Regions from separate parts of the Zea mays genome. Here region 2 is linked to region 1. Evidence: chromatin contacts called from public Hi-C data. All regions are on one chromosome and are shown on one strand. Each heading gives the region's core, a stretch centred on a gene start, on an enhancer-like site or on the middle of the called end of the contact. The rest is flanking DNA. Distances are from core to core; before and after follow the strand shown.

Evidence for each region. A called contact is a pair of places that touch in the nucleus more often than the background predicts.
Region 2: a contact with region 1 is called in a Hi-C map of leaf, with 7 times the contacts expected there. The contact joins the promoter of LOC100282188 here to the enhancer-like site in region 1. A contact is called at or near these places in 2 of 25 Hi-C or Micro-C datasets (bundle sheath and leaf).

What each region holds. Positions count from the first base shown.
Region 1 is chr8:78,808,102-78,812,317 of Zm-B73-REFERENCE-NAM-5.0, forward strand. No RefSeq gene overlaps it. Among protein-coding and RNA genes, the nearest start is that of LOC109942000, 22 kb to the right of the region's middle. Within about 2 kb of position 2,485, at least 16 of the 20 cell types and tissues checked have an H3K27ac peak or open chromatin away from gene starts, as enhancers often do. A contact at or near this core is called in bundle sheath and leaf, where this site is marked.
Region 2 is chr8:79,012,928-79,017,143 of Zm-B73-REFERENCE-NAM-5.0, forward strand. LOC100282188 (RGG repeats nuclear RNA binding protein) reads left to right here and starts at 1,976. Exons shown (of 6, transcript NM_001371832.1): 1 at 1,976-2,338; 2 at 2,519-2,918; 3 at 3,024-3,168; 4 at 3,976-4,134. The coding sequence starts at 2,182.

The sequences.
Region 1 (4,216 bases), core at 1,235-3,734:
GACTTCTTCCTTTAAAGTTCCATAACAACGTGTTTATAGTTCCAAAAAAATTTATTGTTAAGCATGATGTTAAACATACAAATAAACACGGATGTTCTATAAAGGAAGAAGTCTAGATTTAACCATTGGACTTCAAAACTATATTATGGAACGAAGAAAGTAGTTTCTAAAAACATACAATTTTTTTGAATCGGACGGGTGATTGAAGTTTTTGAAAAAAAAACAACCGTATCAAATAAAAAAGAACATAGGAAGTACAGTCTAACACCTTTTAATGGACCAAATATGTCTAATTTTAAAAGTTCGACGACCGAAGATACCTGGTTCTAAATTTAATAGTTAAATATAGACTTCTTCGTTCATAAAACATATGTGTCTATTTGTATGTTTAACACTATAAAAATAGAGGTCATATATTTTATCTATTTATGTTGTTCTTATGGACATAAGAGATAAAAAAGGAGGTTGTGATAAATAGGGGTAATTTGGTCCATTTGTATGTGAGGTAAGCAATAAAAGAATGCAAAATATAGATAGAGTGTTGTTTTCTGAATTAATTTGGTAAAACAAGTGCTATTCTATGAATTACTTGAAATCGGATGCTATTTTGTGAACGCCATCTCAAACAATTGCTATTTCATGGATTCTCCCAAAAGAAATTGGGCTGCGTGCGGTAGATTCGGAGCTGCGTGCATGCCGTGGGGCCCATGGCGGTTTTACGGATCGTGATGCATGCAGGTAGGCCTAACCGTATCCTTTTCCTATGGTTTCTCCTCTTTCCATACCCACGACTACACATGATGTTTCTTCTTCATCGAGTTCACGACATTACGCATGCCGAAATGCAGGCAACAGTAGGGTCAGGTGCGCCTGTAACACCCCAGATGTTTATCGTCTGCTCGATCACGAGTGCGGATCTTAACACGTGATAGCGATGAATAAAATGGACACTAAATTTTAATTATCTCGCAAAAGTTCGAGTTTGGTGTCATATTTATTTCCATAATCTAAGCAATTAAAAGGGGGTCGAGAAACTTTTGGATTATCGAATCTTCGTTTGCTGGTGAATTTGGAAATGTTCGGATCATGCGCGTAAGTGAATGCGAAAATCAGAAAACTTCTGATCTTATACAAAATTTGGAGCCCCACGCTGTCCGAAAAGAATAATTCGCCAACGCATTAATTAAATTGTTTTTCTCAACATGTGATCCTTGATGTTAAAGCGAATGATCGACAGCTGATGAGAATCGTAAAATTAGATGGGACTAAATACAGTCTTGAATACCGAAGCCGAACTCGACAACTTGAGTTTTTGGTGCAAAATAATTACGTCTCTGCTCGTTAGCTAAGAAATCGCGTTTGAAGATTCATAGTTAAGATTTATTCCTCCTGTAAATTATCCGACTTTAAATTAAATCAAACGTAGTCTATACCGGTTTGTCTGGTATCTTTTGTTTCGTCCGATTTACATCTCGTGCAAACTCAATCGGAGAAATAAATTATCTGTGTGCTCCCTTTAAAGAAAAGGATGGAAAAGTAAAAAAATATTTTCCTCAAATATTTTCACCGCTGCTCCCACTGAGATTTTTCTCCCCTAGATTTTTATCAGCGCCGCCCCAGTTCTATCCTCCCACCGCGTACGACCAGCAGCCTTATCCGCTCGCTTGATTTTCTTCAGCCGTGCTCAGATTATTCCAACTGCGCCTTGATTTTTCCCCTGCGCGTCGCCGTTCTCTGAAGCCTTATCTTCCACGCATGCAGTTTTCCTCTGCTCAAGCTCCATCGCGGCGTCCCTCTGCTCACTCTCCTGGCCGCCATCTCCATGGACGCGCACCCCCTTGCTTCTCTCTCCCTCCTCTTCCTCCTTGCGTCGTTCGCCTGGCCGCTGCGCAGCCCCTTGGCTTCATCTTTCCCCTTCTCCTCTCTGCCAGTGCCTTCTCTGCTCCTCAAATCCATGGCACCGCGGCCTCCCAGCTCGGACTGCGCCGCTCTTTGATTTCCGGTGGCCGACGTCTTCCTCTGTGCCGTCAGCTTGCCGGACTCTCGCCATCCTCCACCGCCCTGGATTTTTTCCTGAAGCACCGCGCCCCTGGTCGAGCTCCCCCATGGCGTCTTCCCCCTGGCGCCCCTGTGCTCGCGTCCCTGTGGCCGCGACTCTCCCTCTAGTCGCAGGGATGCGCACGCCCCATCCCCAATGGCGCTTGGTCGCCCAGCTCCCTGCTCCTTGCACTCGTCCGGCCTAGAGTTCCCTGCGCGCGCTCCTCTGCTCGCCGGTTCTCCTTGCCCCAGCACCATCAGTCCTCTATCCGGCTTCAACCCCACCGTCGGTCTCTAGTTCGCCATGGCGCTGAATTTTTTCCTCGTGTCATCCCTGCTCCTCGCGTGTTGGGCACCGGGAGACTTTCCCTGCTTGGTCTGGCATGGGCTGTAGCTGCCGGACAAGCGTGCCCCTATTTCCTTTGTCGCCGGTCGTCGACTCCAACTTTGCCGTGAGCCAGCTCTGGTCTCCGTTTGACCTCGTCCTGCTACGCGGTTCCTAGTCATAACCATCTCGGACTGCGCTATCGCCCAGATCCGAAACCGAACTCCCCAACGCCCTGGCGCTCAATGAAATGTCCAAGCCTGGCCTTCGCCACATTCACTGCCTTTGTGCGCACGCTACTGCTTCCGTGCCGCAACATACGCCAACAACTCGAGCTAATGTAAAGTTTGGTCAACTATCATTGACTCGTGGTCGCCCCTGTTCCCTGCGTACCTGTGAATTAGTCGATGTCGTGAGTTTGGGTGCCTGATTAAAGAAAGAAATCCTAGGGTTTTGTGTGGAAAAGAAATCATAGTTCAACGCTTGCCAAATATCTAATAAAATGTTTGCGCTAGGATTTATCGTCAATTTCGCAGATCCGAGTCGTTTATGGTGTGGTGAACTATTTCACTACTCCCGCTAGCCGACTCATGAAGTAGATCGAGTTTGTATGTTGGTCGCGACTCGCGACGAATTCTTTTGTTAGTTGCACAAGTGCGTGTGGTTATATTAAATGATTATTAAAATGCGTCGCAGGTAGTATGTGGTGGATGCATATGTCGAATAGGTTTAAATTGGCTCTTTGCTGAGGAGTGAGGAGAATTAGTAGCGTGAGGAATTGATTTAGTATTCCAAACGATTATCCGATAAGGTTGTCATTGTTGATTTTGTAGGATATTTTGGTAGTCAAACCTGAGATGTTTGATTAATTGTTGACATGTAAAATAGGAATAGTGTTTGATCGGCTAGTGGGCATTCTATTAGTGTTGTTATGCTAATTCAGTTTTATGGTACATTGATGATTAGCCTTATTAATTGTATCATGTGGTAAATCCTAGGTTTGGAATATACATATATCGGATTGGTCTTAGCGATGCGGTGTAAGGTGAAATTAGTAATATGAAAAGTAAATTAATAAATTCAAACGTGTGGCTGGTGAATGTTATTAATGTTGCTTTCGATGGATTTTATTTACTGCAGTTAGTGTTACGTTTGAGTAGTCATGATACTCTTCGTTAGAAACCGATTAAGTGCCCTAGATAAATATCTAGCATTACCAAAATGAGTGAAAGCGAATAATATCAATTAGTTTGTTTCTGTTAAAATTGAATCCAGCTAAGTTAAAATAATGTAGATATGGTACTTAGTGTTATGTAGACATTTAGTCTTGATATTCCTCCTTATGTGCATACATGTGCATTATGCATATCATTCAGGTACGTTAATTAATCACGTGATGCGGAAGACAACCCAAGTCGACCCCAGGATCATGCAGAGATTGGACATCTCCGCAAAACGATGTCGTCAGTCGGACCAACGTGAAGGGCAGACTGAATAAGTTCCAAGACAAAGGATGGTCATCAAGTGATCGACGTCTAACAACACTAACCTAGTGTTATCCAGGCAAGCCCCGGTGCATTTGCCACCTTCTTGCTGTTTTAAATCTTTATCACCTTATATGATGCACTAGGAATGTGCCCATGCGATGCCACGGAACACAAATTGCGACCCTCCAATGGACTTAGGGCCCTGGCGACGAGCGACGTGAGTACAATAGTGACGGCAAAATCTATGATTAAACATAGATACAGAACGATATAAATATGTCTACCCAAATAGATTGAAATGGAATCGCACAAATAATTTCTAAAGAGTAAATATATAATGCTTAATCATAAGCAAATATATTGACAC
Region 2 (4,216 bases), core at 726-3,225, 200 kb after region 1:
GGTAGGACGCGACAATTGACATGGCATGGAGGTTGCGGATGGCGTGAAGACTGGCGCGGAGGTCATGGTTTGCTAGCAAAGTATGAAGATGAAGAAAAGGACACAGTTGTTGGCGAGAACCAATCCGCGTGAACGCGAGAAGCGGGAGGCTGGCTGGGGCGTGTCGTGTAGAGGGTGCGGGAGGCGACACGGGTGTTGGCGAGCATGCGTGGGCCTGGGGAGGGTGGAGTCATGGTCTGCTTGTGTACGGTAGGGGTGAGTTTTGGTGTGAGTGTGTGCGTACATGAACAGATACTACAACTGTACTTGTAAGTGAGAGGCAATTAAAAGCCATTGCGCTGCATGGGAGACTTACCGCCAACTACACACTGCCGGGGCTGGGGTTGTTTCTGCGCTTAAACTCAACTGCCACTTCTACATGCATGCCGCTATTGCTAATTGTTGCTGAGCTATAGTGCTACCAGGTGTACCGAACTGAAGCTAGTTGTGTTGGGCTTTGGCCTCCGATGCAAGAACGCCATGCTTGGGCCTCGAGGCCGGAATGACCAATAGAGGCCGCGACAGGCCACATATATGCCGGTGGGGTCTGAGGAGGGTGAAGTTATGGTAGTGTCGCGGTCTACACTATTGACTTAATAGATAGTAGTAGAAACTAGTAGTGAAGGTAGAGGGGTTGATAGGTTGCCTGTATCTAAAGGTACCCTCAGCAGAGTGTGACATAGATCTCTTCTGAATTCTGATAGGCATGAAGCATGATGAACAACGACCGCTTGAATTCATTGATGGACATGCCAAGCTCATTTTGTTTAGGTCCGTGGGCCCTGCTGTCCATCTGCTTTTCTTCAGCAAGCATCAAGAGATTTGGGACAACTAAGATGCCTAATTGGTCGGTCACTAGCTAGAAAATGAAAACAGTCTCATGCACCAACTCTGGCTTCAGGTACATGGCCTGCGAGATCTTCGATAGTCTCAGCTTTGTCTAATCCAATATTTCTCGGCGTGTAAATAAAAAACTGATTATTATGCTCTCATACATATCCTTCTCTCTTTTTTATCCTTGTAGATAGAATAGTCCCATCGTCCCAGATTATATTATCCTAAAAAAATATTTAGTGCTTTATAACCGAAAGGGAAAAAAGGTATCAAAAATATTTTGTCCTCAATAGGGTATTTTTTTTAGCTTATATTTTACATGAGAACATCTCGAAGAGGAACTCCTATAATTAGGGCCTCAAAAGCTAAATTGGACCTGATTTAAGTTAACTTGGATCAACAATTTTTATGAACTCCAACAACAACTCATAAACCCACTCCTAAACCCACGTGGTAGTTAACTCCGTGAGATTAGACGCACATGAATAGGTCTCCTGACTGGGTGCTATATTTAGCAACTGTGACTTCGGGTGCTATATTCATTTGATAGAAATTTATAAAATAACAACTTTTTTGAAAGCTATTTTAAGATCTTAACTCCTATATTTGAATATAGGACCCGACTTAAGTCCTCTCTTGGAGATGCTTTGACATAGTCATGCCAAAATTAGATCTGGTTTTCGATTTGTTTTTTTTTTTTTGTAAAAGGGTAAAAATATAAATAGTGTTTATGATTCTAGTTTTTGTTTTTTTCGCAAACGTTTAGATGGTTTTTCTTTACTCACAACGCACGTACATGTTTGCCGGTACAGTTCTCTCGTTTATTGGGCTCATTTTTCTCATTCAGTATGAAAAGGCCCAACAAAAACCAGCATACGCCCAAGAACACCACAAAGGTCCACATATCCACGCTTTAGCCTAGGCCCACAGATCCCGAGCCCGACCCGCCGCTTCTCGGGCAGGGGAGCGATTAGCACACCAACTCAAATGACAAAAGTGCCCCCTACACAAACGCTAGGCCTCAAACTGGCTGAACCCCTTTCCGTCATTTGGCAAATGGAAATGATAAACTAATGAGCCCGTCCTCTGAAAAGCGGAAGGCGACGCAGTGGCCGTACAGTAGTGTCACCTGCACATTGCAGACCGCCTCAGCGCCTCACCAAGCGAAACTCGTTGGCGGCTAGGGTTTTGCTGCCTCCCGAGCCCAAACCCTAGAGCACCCGCGCCCATCCCATGGCGTGCTAGGCTTCGATTGAGACTGGGGGGATTAGTACCGCAGGCTGGGATTAGAGCAAGCGCCGAGCGGAAATGGCATCGAGTAACCAATTCGATCTACTTGGAGACGTCGAGAACGACGACCCTGCCCACCTCCTCGCAGCTGCCGAGAAGAAGGCGGCCGCGGTGCCTAAGCCCGCGCCCGCGCCGGCCAAGTTGCCCACCAAGCCTCCGCCGCCCGCGCAACCTGGTGAGCCTATAGCGATACGCTTCCGATGTCGAGGTTGGAATTATCCGATTTTGAGATCCTGTGGTGCCGTCTCGACCTCGGAGTTTTTGAGTATTATTTTGAAATTTCACTCTTCTGTTGCCCCGTATTATTAGTATTCGTATTCGCCGATGGTGATATCACGCCCTTTTGTGATTATAGTGAGGGAGGAAAGGAACTATGGTGCTCCACCGCGCGATGGTCCAGGACGTGGAAGAGGCGGCCGCGGTGGCAGGACTGGCCCGAGGCGAGATTTTGGCGATGCTGATGCCCACGGCTTTGAGGGGGGGTATGGTGGCGGCGGCGGCGGTTTTGGGGACGGTGGAGTTGCTCGCGGTGAAAATGGTGAGGGTAGGCAGGCAGAGAGGGGCCGTGGGCCCCGCCAGCCTTACCGTGGAGGTGGGCGACGTGGTGGGTACAGCGATGGGCAGGCTGGGAATGAGTTTGGACGTCCTCGCCGGGCATATGAGCGCCACAGCGGCACAGGCCGTGGCTACGGGATGAAGCGTGAAGGGGCTGGGCGTGGAAATTGGGGAACTGCAACTGATGAAGGCCTTGAACAGTTAAGATTGTCGCTATTCAGTCTTCAATATGTGGTTTGATGAACCACTCAAGTTACTACGATGGAGATGTAGAGTTTTGACCTTTTGGTGTGTGTGGCATATAGGGACACTGTGGATGCTGTTAATCCTGAGGAGACTACTGCCGTGGTGGAGGATGAGAAGAAACCTGAAGATGCACCACAGTCTGAGGTTGAGAAGGACAAGGAGGGCGCGGAGAATGAAGAAGAAGAAAAGGAACCTGAGGATAAGGTATATTTCTGGTTTGTACTAAGATGCTCTTGCTACCATATTCCGCGTTGCAATGTGTATGGTTGTAGTATGCCTAGCACATTCTGTAAGGGTGATGGTAGCACCCTTTAACATGCCTAGCACCTCTTGTGATTTTGGGTACTGTGACACTTACAATGTTCTTAACATTTGTTTATATATATGGAAAAATGTGTAGTAGACTGGTGGAAATATTTTGTGATTCTTTTAGTTTCATTCATGTCAATCCTTGCTCGGTAGTATAGTTATTTATTCTAGAACCTTTTGCTTTAAAATTAGTGCTGCTGTGCCAACATGGGGCGCTTCTTGGTGATTGCATTATTTTTGTATTTAGAGTCTCTTCTGCTTTTCGATCCATTACTTTTTGCTCTTCTCTGCCAAATGCAATGGCCATATATTAGAGTGTATGCTTTCACATCAGTTTTCCAGTTATGTGAGATTCATGTTGTATCTCGGATATTGTACTAGCACCTAACTTTGACTATGGTGTGCCATTGACTCGCTGTTTTCAATGTTTCTGGATATGACCAACCGTAGCACACACAAAAGAAATGGATTGTTGATATTCATTTTCACTCATACCAGTTCATGATTTGATGCATCAGATGTGATGTGATGCCACTTAATATTGAATGAACTGTTTTTGTTGCACAGTTGATATATCTAGAGAAAAAAGGATGCTTTGATCAATCCAGAACCTGCATACTTGCTGGAATTAAGTTGGGATGTTTTTTTTGGCATCAAAATAAAGTAGTCTGTGGAATGATGTTTGCTCTGATCATGACGCAGGAGATGACTTTGGAGGAATATGAAAAGGTACTGGAGGAAAAACGAAAAGCTTTACTCTCCCTTAAGGCTGAGGAGAGAAAAGTTGAAATTGACAAGGAGCTACAGGCCATGCAACAACTGTCAGTTAAAAAGGATGGCGATGAAGTGTTTATCAAGCTGGTACGCTACTTGTGTGCATACTGCTCTTTCCTCTCTTTTTTACCCCTGTTGGTCACAGCCGGTTTTGAACGATTGATTGTAG